Linked DNA regions of Oryza sativa: region 1 is linked to region 2. Evidence: chromatin contacts called from public ChIA-PET data. All regions are on one chromosome and are shown on one strand. The core of a region is the stretch at or near the end of the contact, and the rest is flanking DNA. Distances in the headings are between cores, read along the strand shown.

Region 1 (5,698 bases), core at 3,006-5,505, 47 kb after region 2:
AATTACTTGCTCCGAGTGACCTGAAGGAAAAAAAAAAAGGCTTAGAAGCCTTCTACTGACCAATTACCGCACAGCATTTTCCTAAGAGCTGATGCTTTGAAGTTATAGTTCAGTTTCATTTCATTTTTTAAGTCATACTTGTTAGATCAAGAAACTTTCCGAAGGAAAGATGTATGATGATATAGATTTTGAAGATTATTTGTTAATTTCTAGCGCAGATCATTATTTACCCTTGTTGAGATTAACGTTTTTAACACTTTTTTATATATGGAATATGGAAGATGTGTAAATCATTCACATGGTGACACCAGTGCAATTGAGGTAACAATGGAATCACACTGCAACAATATAAAAATCATTCCATTTAACTTCTGGGATATTTAAAATTTTCAACAAAAGAAGGCTGTATATATATATATTTTTCTTTGCAACATAATGTACATCAGTGTTGCTCATAAACGCTGCCCTAATTGGTATAAGCCGTATTGGCACTCCAGCACGGCTAACAAATAAAACCGCTATCTAGTACAAGATACATTTGAATCCATAATCCAACTTGCTTCATGTTGAATTTGCAACTTAAAAGTTTGAAGAGCTTATTAACGGCCTGCAGGGTTTCTGTTCCATGACAAGTAGTTGTTGTCACCCATTTTCCTGAAAAAAAAAGAGGAAAATTAGAGATGCAATTCATATCAGTGAAATGAAGCAGTTCTCAAAGGCCATCACATTAGCTTTAATAAGAGTTCAATGAACAAAACAACAAATCGAACTCATTTCCACGCATTAGTGTGTGTGTGTGTGTGTATTTTTTTATTTTATTTTTTTTTTTTTGGGGGGGGGGGGGGGGTTCTAAATGAAATGATGTGCAGGACTCCTGCGTGTTCTGAGACAACCAAAAAAAGGCTAAGTTCAGTTTGAAGACACATTGAGCACATGAAGCACTGATGAGGATTTGTAGCCTAGAAAGGGCTCTTTTGGTTGGTTGGATGAGGATCAACTAAGAAGAATTTAGTTCAACTCCAAAGTAGCTGGTCACCAAACAAGGCCTAACAATGCCTCAATTATCCCCAGGGTACATGCGCTTCTTCAAATGATTGCATTACATGAGAATTGAGAAGTTACTCACCTTGGTTTTATCAAGTACAGCAAGGTGAATGCAAATGCCAGGAAGAAGCAGAGTCCACCAACACTGAGATATGCTAGACCAAGAAAATCATTCTTTCCACCGAGCCATGTCGAGGTAGAAAGTACCAACTTCTTTTTGCCACTAAAGCTATATGTGTTGTAGTTGTTCTCCAATGTCACCGTAATGGTGTCACCTTTCTTGAGGTCAGTGTGTATCCTACCATACAGCTTTCTGAATGTTGGAAGTGCAGCAGTTCTCATCCAAACAATAAGGTCTTCTTGTTTACTCAACTGCATAGAAAGTAAATAAATGAGTACTTCAGGTAAATACTATTATTCTAACTGCTCAGAGAATTTTCTTGATCTTTAAATGGGATTACACAAAAGTACTAAAAGCATAATTGCATGTCCAATATGTATGTGATAATCTACCAGAACAGAGAACATACCGATTTATTTGGATCAAGTGTTTTTCCACCTATAAGAGAACCATTCTGGAAGTTCTTTGGAAAGACATCACGTCCAAATTTGTGCTCCCTGTCACTCTTCCAAGAGATGTTTTTCTTGTCCACTGGCAGGTTCTTACTGTTGCGAACAAAGCCATATGTATCATTGAATATGCTCCATGCAATCAGACCACAAGGAACAATTGCCATTCCATTTGCTGTACCCTCGGGATCACAAGTGGAGGTGTCATTTGCCTTTTTGGGATCTCTTAGCTGTGCATCACTCCGGCTCTTGACATATCTGTATGAAAAATATAATTCAGCAAGAAAAATGTCATGCAAGGCAAGAAGAATTATCATTTCCTAAACGCAAAACAAAAGGGCGAGCAAATCAAAATGACTATTTCCAAAATCAATAGTTTCTTGCCATCTGTACAGTAGAGGCAGATGTCAATAGTGCATTCATAATTTCATGGCTTCTACCAGAGATATATTTTCCCACTTCTACCATGCATAAGATATCCTTTTCTTTGAGAAACTGACTTAGAAGATACATCATATTGAGGTTGAGCATTATACCGGCCTAACCAAAATATATTGTGTATATCATGTAGCCATTGTATTGGCTTGGTACTGTTCGTGCACTACTGTATTTACTGTACCAACAGCAAACTATTCAAGGAGGACCTGCTGGCGCGGCACTAGTTGTAATTAAACATAAGAATGATTAGTTTTTTAGATAGTTGAATTTATTTCCTTATAGGTATAGTCCGTGTATTAGAGATACAGCTTACATAAAATTTTCTTAGGGTCAAGACAAGTCTTCCCAAGAAAAAATAATGAATTCATAAGGTTTTATCATTTCAGTCACTAATTCAATCTCTCTGCACTCCTCTTTTCTAAAATAATAATATCCTTCAAGACATTGTTCAACCCTTCCTCTGCATGGTAGCAGGCAGCTACCTCGTGTGAACCAGCATTCACAACAATTCATTCTGACTTAACCATTTCAACAGAACTGCTGCATAAACTGGACATATATCCCATCCAAGGGTTTATTTGTACTGATAGTTGAAATACTTGTGACATCAGAAAGTATATTTGCATACCTCCTATGATTCTGATAAAAGTTATCCAGCTGGTAATACACAAAGATTGGTGCATCCATATCCTTTGGAACCTGGAGTGGAGACCAAAATTCGACCAAATATTTCAGCCAAGGATTCTTTCGATACTTAAGGCAAGATGCATAATTTCAGGGTATAGAAGAATATGCATGTAGCTAGGCTCATTTACCTTAAGAGTCCTTCTGCAGTTTTTGCTTATTGTTGGGTTCTGGATGTAAGCAAGCTTGTCAGTTGTATTAGCTGGGACACATGCATCATCGTATCGATCAACAATCTCAACAACCTACAGCAAAGGAAAAATGTTAGCAAAAAATGATATTCACGCTTGGCCAAACATATTTTGAAGTTCGAATAAAAAATACAGCATACCTTTCGTGAAGCCTTCAACGAAACAAGCCCGATTGGGACAAAAATGACTCCGACAAGAACGAAAACTGAAATGACCTGCGTAAGATAAGCACAAGCATCCGTCAGGTGATTAAACATGCCATCTCACTCAAGCTAAATATAACTAACAGCAGGCACTTTTTTTGGGCTAGTATCAGCTTACCCATTTTGGAGTAAGAATCGGCTTGCAAGCTGGGAGCTCCTGCTGAGTAAACTTGGAATCTGCACATAAAAGAGGGTAAATAAAGTAAATTTCATAGCGAATTTAACAATTCCACCAAAACAATCATCCCACCATCTGAAAAGATGGCAGACCATTCTAAATTGCAAAGGCTTCGTCGATGACTCAAAACTCCAGTTCTAAAGTCAAAGCCAACTGCTACTATTGCAGATAGGAAGAACAAGAACTTTTTAAAAAAAAAAATCCTATAACAATAATGTCCCAGTCTCGAATTGAAATCTAAATTATAGCATCACAACTTTCAGTACTTCAGCCAAATTAAACCTTACACATAAAACATCTAAACCTCTTCAAACTCATATAATCTACTAGTACTAGTATATCACAAAGGATGAAAAAAAAAACCGGAAATTATTACTCCAAACCCCCGATCAAAAGGGGAACAAAATAAAAATAAGAAAAAACGAGAAGCAACAACAAAGATAATCGCAGCAAGATCTCACACTTGGGCTTCCTGGTGTTCCTCCTGGGCGCCGCCGCGCCGCCATCGCCGGATCCACCGGAGCTCGATCCGGCTTCCTGGCCGCTGCTCATCCCCAAACCAACCGCTTCCACCCCCAAAAAACAAAACCCGCCACCGACGCCAAGAACCGCCCTTTTCCCTTCCCCGGACACCAAAATGCGCGCTTTTCTTTCTTTATCTTCTCCCCTCTCTCCTCAGATTTGGAGATGCGGGTGTATAAAGCGGAGGGGAAAGCTACGAACTTGCCGTCCTGCTGTTGTTGCGAAGATTACAAGGGAAGGGTGGGTTTGACTAGGAGAAGAGGTGGTGGTGTTGTGGTGGTCGTGGTGGCCTCCGCGTTTGAGCTTCTTCTCCCAACTCCAAGCCGGCGGAGACGACCGAAGAGGAAGGTGGAACGTGGAATTTGCGCAGGAAACTGTCCGTCCTTTGCTGCGAGTAATTAATTATTTTTCTTCTTGAGATGAGATGAGATGAGATTTTTTCCTTTAGAAGTTTCTAAATTCTAATCGCATTCTTTTCAGCCCTAAAATTGGATTGGGCGGTTGTGTTAGGTAGAGTAGTTGCATTGTTTTGGATTTTTTATAGGGAGTACTTATTTCTTTTGAAAACCTTCAAATAATTGAGGTAATTGTTTATTTGACTCTATTTTAAATTTTAACTTTCAATCTGATTTTTTTTTTCTTCTTTTCCAATCGAAGATGAAGGTTGACCCATGGCCGCATCCCACACGCGTGAATTCTTAGATTTTTATTTCACCGCATATAAAGTCTAAAAGTTTCCTAACTAAAAGACTAGCAAAACCTTTTTTTTTCCTAATTGAATCCTCTGTGAATTAGTATTTCATGAAATAATTTTGGGTAAATAGTAACTATCACTTTCTCTGTAAAAGCCCTTTTTTACTTATATTATGTTTTTCTAGAATAATAGTTTATATTAGCCATTTATTTTAATGTACTCCATCTGTTTCACCATGTAAGTCATTCGAGCATTTTCCATGTTCATATTGATATTAATGAATCTGTCTGGAAAATGCTAGAATGACTTACATTGTGAAACGGAGGAAGTAGTGTATGTAACATGTACCGACATGATTAACAAAAGCAAGTGCGGTGAAACCTGAAATGAAGTGGAGTTGTCAACATCGACTTAGAACACGTTTAGACAAATATGATGGATCTAAATTACTTTTCTAATGTAGTACGTTTCAATTGGTGGACCGGTGGCAAGAAAGAAAGAAAAATTGAGAAGATAAAATAGTGAGAGAGAGCTGGCATAAGAAGAATGCACATTTAGGTGGGTTAAAGTGACGCCAAACATGAATTTAGTAGATCCGGAGGCCCTCAATGACCAAGTATTTTACAGATTATAAATTGACAACTACATGGCTTATACTTTTCAATGGACTTTCTTATAATTTTTTTCAGTTATAGACTTGAGAATATCTTTATTCTTAAAAAGTTGTTTGCAAACATACTACATAATATTTAACACATAAATTTGTAGAGTTAGACTGTGTTCTTGTTCTTACCCCAGGTTTCCCAATTATCTCCCTTATTTTCCGCGCGCACGCTTTTCAAACTGCTAAACGATGCATTTTTTTGAAAAAAAGTTTCTATATGAAAGTTGCTTAAAAAAATCATATTAATCCATTTTTGAAAAAAATAGCTAATACTTAATTAATCATGTGTTAATGGACCGTTCCGTTTTTCGTGCGCGTTCCAGTTAGGAACCCGCTCCAGCGAACACAGCCTTAGTGGGTATACCAGTGCCTAACCTGACATTGATATTGTGTCTCGGGAATTTGCATAGACATAAATAGACATATTATACTTAGTTAATTTATTATCTCTATACATTATATGTTCGATCTTCTCTTTTTTATGTTTTAAGTTACTTAAAAAATACCCGT
Region 2 (5,712 bases), core at 2,677-5,176:
AATCTTGGAGTCTCACATAGCCTAGGGTTTGAAATTTTGTAGGAGATAGACATAGGGGAGGGGACAGAAAAAAAGATAGTAGATATGAAGTGATGTGTTTTGTGTCATGTTGTTAGTGATGGTGCAGTAAAAGGCCCAATGATGGAGGGAAGAAAGCTGGGGAACAAAAGGGGTGGGGTTCTAAATGGCAGTGGGCTTTGAGATGGGCCCCCATCCTTGAGGCTGCAGGAGAAAGGGAGGCAGCCCCCATTTCCCCATCTGTACCTTCTCTCAGAGCCCCCTTCAAAAATTCAGATTTCAGAAACCCCACCACTCCCACCATTATTGTACAATCACTTTGACCATTGGTCTCCTTCCTCGTCCTCTTCCTCTTCCTCATCCTCTCTCCGCAATCATGGAGTGTCTACGTGTGATACTACTATCGCTCTACGTACACATCTGCTAATTAACTATCTATGACAATTGGACCCCTGACAATTATTGTTCTAACACCGGCTATAATATCTAAATTTTAGTCATGCGTTCACCATTGTCTTTCTGGAGGAAATATGTAGTGTAAACCATATATAATGGAAAACTAGAAACTACCGTTAAATCAAAAAATGGACATTCCAGATTCGTCCACCCAGTAAAATTTTTACTTATGAGTAAATCTGCGAGTAAAATTTTTACTCATGATGATGTGAACAAATCTCAAACATCTATTTTTCGATCCAACGGTAGTTCGAAATCCATATACAGAAAACGTGGTTAGTGACGTGCTGTACCACCATAAAAAGCTCACATGCGTGCTTCTTGGCACGTGCAAGCAGCAGAGGATTATGTGGTTTCAAGTGCCTCCAGTGCATTGCAATTTGTCAGCGTGTGGGCCTGTGGAATCTCTGCAGCAGTGTACAACAATCTTTGCATTGCTGATGAATTAATTATCTGGTCCAACTAACATAAGTTGGGTCCAGCCCAACGAATCCAACATTTCAGCCTGGCCCACCAAGACTAGGAAGGAGGATTTATTGTAAAGTACAGAAAGAGGGTCATGATCATCAGCTGCCCAATTCCCAGAGTATCTTCTTTTACTCAGAAATTCACAAAGAACTATAACATGTACAACCAAAATCAAAGCATGCTCAATCAACTACGGGGAGCAGGCGTATGCGAAGACAATTTTTACATCTTCATTCTTCGTCGGAAGTGAAGATTTCATGATGATCCATCAACAGTCAGATGGCCGCTAGCTTCATGATGCAGGATATGGGCAAGCGCCAAGGAATGGTTCCAGTGCTGCCAGATGATGTCTCAGGAAGCTGTACACAGATTCTGTGCTCACTGCGGTTATCCGAGCAACCATCCCAGTGCCCTTCAGCAAGAGGAAGAAAAAAAGATGTTATCACATGTTTCTAGAAAATTGTCGTGGTAGTGTCAGGAAAGCTGGGGAAGTAACAAACCATGCGACCGAATGGACTACAGGAGGCGATGATTGGAGGCCTCTGGGGATGTAGGGGTTGTGATCTTGTCGAGTAGCGACCTCCGGCAGAAGTGGGAGGGCGCAGTTGTACAGACATCATCTTTTTTACCTCATCTTGCATCTGATCTTGTATGTGCTTTAACTTTGGTCTGCAAGGGAAAGTATGCCACTGATTCACTGAACCATTGTCTGTAAGTAATCCAGATCTAGCCATCTGGGATTCCACTAGTAACTTGTTAGACTGAGTGAACCATAGTCCATAGTTCCTGATTCCCAACAATTTTCTTCGAAATCTGAAGTAAACTATGGTCCATGGATTCCTCTGATTCCCTACAATTTTCTAGAAATTCTGAAAGATCCTCAACTAGCATAATTGTAGTAACTACCAAAGACAAAAGAACACGGTTGATTATGTGAAAACCGAAGCAGCACATAGGCAGTAGCCAAAGTCATATCTGCAAAGGTCGAGAAGACCTGTGCAGAAGGCAAATTTCAGTGTTTGATGGCCTTACCCCAGCAAAATAACCATTGCAACCACATTGTATTCCTGCATTCGGTCAGCAATACTAAAATTTGAGCTCTGTTCCAATAAAACCTGCTCAGACATTAGAAGAGGTTATGTGGCATGGCATTAAGCACAACCGATGATTAGAGTGGGGATGAACAAGATTAATCAGGCAAATGTTAGGAGAAGCTGAAAGGTGAGCTCTTACCGAGTCAATAAATAGAGGCTGATCTTCCAAAAGAATATGGTTGATGCTCTTGTAGAAGCTGAAATTCCATTTTTCTCCACTCTCGTAACGACCACTTGTAAACCAGTCTACAACGACTAAGTTTGAATTGGGAAAGACATGAAACACTTGCTTCTGGTGGTATCGAGCCATTGAGAAGCAGGTTACAGGATCTGGAATAAGTGCAAAGAGTGCATCTTCTCCAACTCTTGCCTACTGCATATAATGAAGAATCATTATAATTGCTATTTTCTTAAAAAAAAAGTTGAAGTTCCCTAGTAAGAAATTCTGAGGAGTATCGAAATTTCGAAGGAGCATTACCTCTAGCACCTGCTCAGAACATTTTGAATCCACGGCCTTGTACACCTAAACAAGCACTTGGCCATTGACAAACATAAAACAATCAATATATATGGTTCGTTAAAAAAAATCAATATATTCCTCAAGAACTAACTTTTTTCAGTTAAAATTTCGATAATGAAGTATGTTATTACACTTGACTACGGGTGCATTGCTATAACCCAGCTGCTGTGTCAAAGACGCACAAAGCCCAATATCATGTTATTACAATAGACTAGTTTAAGTCCTAGGTTGCATTTGGTAATTCTAATAGCATACCCTACACTTATATGGAATTGACATCAAGACCCCTCTAGCTCTAGCTGTAACATTATCTAAGGGTCCCTTTGAAACGCGGGATAGGAAAAACGCAGGAATTGAAGTTGCATGTTTCTCTAATCCTACAGGAATGAAAAACACAGGAAAGATGAAGAGGAGCCCTTTGATAGCATCATAGGAAACTAACAAAGCAAAGGAAAGTTTCCAAGAGGTTGGGCCTCTTGCTTACTTCATATGGAATATTCTCTATCCTTGGCTCGATAGAAATAAAAAATCATTTAGAAGATTAAATCCTTCAAAATTCTTATGACAATCCATCATTTCAAAAGGGACCCTAAAGTTGGCAAAGATTTTGCCCTTCTTTCAAAAAGGAAAAAAAAATACGGGGGGGGGGGGGGGCCCTAAAAGTGTTCTAGCTGTAAGCATTTATGAGAAACATTCGTTCACTAACCTATGTCATTTTCTCCAACTAAGGAAATGTAAACAGTATTTACTCGGCCAATCGCATGAGAACAATTGAAAGAAAAAAGGACCTTAGTGGAGGCCTGCGTGGTCATCGCCGCCGCGCACCCGTCGCCGACGGCCACCGTGCAGGAGATGATGTCCCCCTACAAGCACAGCCCCCAAAAAAGAAGAACAAAAACGCATCAGACACTCGCACTCACGATTGCCTCTCTCTCGAGAAAGGAGGCAAACTGTTGGTTGGTTGGTTGATTGCAATCCGGGGGAGGAAGAGGAGGCGATGCGGCGGCTCACGGAGACGATGCCGCCGCCGTAGGTGATGGCGTAGAGCCACGCGGCGCCGGAGGACGCGCGCCCGGCCTGCCAGAGGATCGCCGACGAGGTGAGGTCAGTGGCTCATCGCAGCAAACAAGCGAAGGCAATCTATATAATGGATGGAGGAGGTGGTGGAACCTTGGAGGGGGCGATGAGCTTGAGCGGGTACTTGGCGAAGCACCTGGTCACCGCTGACCTCCCCCTCACCTTCTCCACCCGCACCGCCCCTGTCGCCGCCGCTGGCGCCGCCGCCGGCGCCATTGCCGCCTCCGCCTCCATGCTCTTTCTTTCTTTCTTTTTTCTTTCTTTTTTCTTTTTTTTTTAGAATGAAGTCCACGATAACGAGAGGTCAATCACGCTTTCTTCCTCTCTTTTTTTTCCGATATAAGATAATAGCACGGCCCACTACGTCACGTGTGGGCTTGGGCTGGGATGGGGCAAGTGCACCTGTGTAATTCAATATTGGGCCATTATTCTACTGGACCCAAGGCGAGATCGACTGGTCCTACCCAAGAGTGAAATGATATGCATCGGTTCTAAAATCGTTTTTGGTGGTATCTTGATACTCTACATTGCATTTTATTTTAAGAAACGTAGTACAAATTTTTGGACTTCATATGCGCGGAGCAACTCTACAAGATTGTATCGGTATATCTTCGAGATTAATAAGTCACTATAAGCATCTCGCTGTCGACGAATACGTCGTGTATCACTGAAAAAATAATTAGCCGTAAATGCGGACATTAGGACTTGCAAACTAGATTTTATTTGAATTCAAAAATAAAAATGATCTAAATGCATTTGTTTCAGGTATCTTCAAAATCAATGTTAAATAAAACAATTAGCACTAGTGAGTGGTTTTCTCTTGACAAATCTTTTTTATACTATATTATTATAACTCTATTATCATAATTAGCTATATATAATTAACATAAATATTAAATTAAACTTAAAAATTATCATAATACCTCGTTAGATCCAACTTTAAGAGCCGGATCACTTTGATGTCATCTTCAATCATACCATTTTTTTTTATAAAGTTGTCAAAAAAAATATCTACGTTTAGTTTGTTGCTACAATTTTAACATTATCAAAATTTAGTAAGATTTATTTTGGCTATAATCTGAACAAGTCCTAAAATAAAACAATAATACTATACTCCTACCTAACCAACCAACCTTTGCCCCTACCTAATAACGAAATAAAATAATAAATTACCTAATGCAGTGGGCTGGTCTGGTGCATCGCCCACCGATTTCATCGTGCCGTGACTCACATGCCGCGCCGACCGGGACACGTTGTGCGGTCGGTGTCGGTGGCTGCCGCGCTTTCCGACCGAGCGCGACCGCACCACAATATCACGCCCAGGCGCGCACCGAGCCGGCCTTATCCATCTCTGGCCAGTGACCACCCCGCGCTTCACTTCGCTTCACTTCGGCTTCGCTTCCATGGCGATCACCGCGGCCACCGCCGCCGCCGCCGCCACGCCCCACCCGTGGCAGGCCGACGCCTCGCCGCGTCGCCACGCCGCGTGCCCCGCTCTCCGCGGGAGGAGGCGCCTCCCCGTCGTCAGGTACGTATTACGTTGCCTTCTGCGGCCTTGGGGGGCGCGCGCGCGCGCACGCCAGGTGCTCGACCGATTGCCTCTCTGTGCGCGGGTGGCTGAGCTGTGGTGTTTGGGGTGGGGGGGGGGGTGATGTTATGGTGGTTGTTGTTGTTGTTGAAGGTGCCAGTCGTCCAGCGTCGACGACAAGCCCAAGTCCAAGCGGGGCCTGCTCGACAACGCCAGCAACCTGCTCACCAACCTGCTCAGCGGCGGGAGCCTCGGCGCGATGCCCGTCGCCGAGGGCGCCGTCACCGACCTCTTCGGCCGGCCACTCTTCTTCTCGCTCTACGACTGGTTCCTCGAGGTGATCACCCCAATCAATCTGTGGCTCTTGCATTAGTATTTGCAATATCCCACGCACATTTCATCGCTACTGCGCTACTTCGTTGCACTTGCTAATTTTTTTTTCCACTTACTGCAATCACACATACGTTTCGTTCTCTTATGATCAAAAGCATGTTTGTCCACTATTTCATCTCCAAACTACGTTACATGATTACACAAATTTTAATGCTATG

Evidence for each region. ChIA-PET counts read pairs in DNA pulled down with a chosen protein or histone mark.
Region 1: a contact with region 2 is called in an RNA polymerase II ChIA-PET map of leaf, with 6 times the contacts expected there. The contact joins the promoter of LOC4328458 here to the promoter of LOC4328450 in region 2. A contact is called at or near these places in 4 of 15 Hi-C or Micro-C datasets (leaf and seedling) and 3 of 4 datasets of contacts at active chromatin or transcription factors (leaf and seedling).

The regions. Positions count from the first base shown.
Region 1 is chr2:4,047,148-4,052,845 of ASM3414082v1, forward strand. LOC4328458 (ALA-interacting subunit 1) reads right to left here and starts at 4,256. Exons shown (of 8, transcript NM_001424157.1): 1 at 3,770-4,256; 2 at 3,249-3,307; 3 at 3,068-3,142; 4 at 2,868-2,981; 5 at 2,681-2,751; 6 at 1,575-1,872; 7 at 1,127-1,416; 8 at 343-654. The coding sequence starts at 3,860. The coding sequence ends at 600. It overlaps LOC4328457, which reads left to right. Exons shown (of 8, transcript XM_015771003.3): 8 at 1-293. The coding sequence ends at 24.
Region 2 is chr2:4,000,195-4,005,906 of ASM3414082v1, forward strand. LOC4328450 (urease accessory protein D-like) reads right to left here and starts at 3,927. Exons shown (of 8, transcript XM_015771316.3): 1 at 3,727-3,927; 2 at 3,568-3,633; 3 at 3,345-3,419; 4 at 2,515-2,559; 5 at 2,176-2,406; 6 at 1,975-2,057; 7 at 1,443-1,611; 8 at 887-1,354. The coding sequence starts at 3,867. The coding sequence ends at 1,235. LOC4328451 (cytochrome P450 97B2, chloroplastic) reads left to right here and starts at 4,850. Exons shown (of 15, transcript XM_066307335.1): 1 at 4,850-5,161; 2 at 5,322-5,498. The coding sequence starts at 4,865.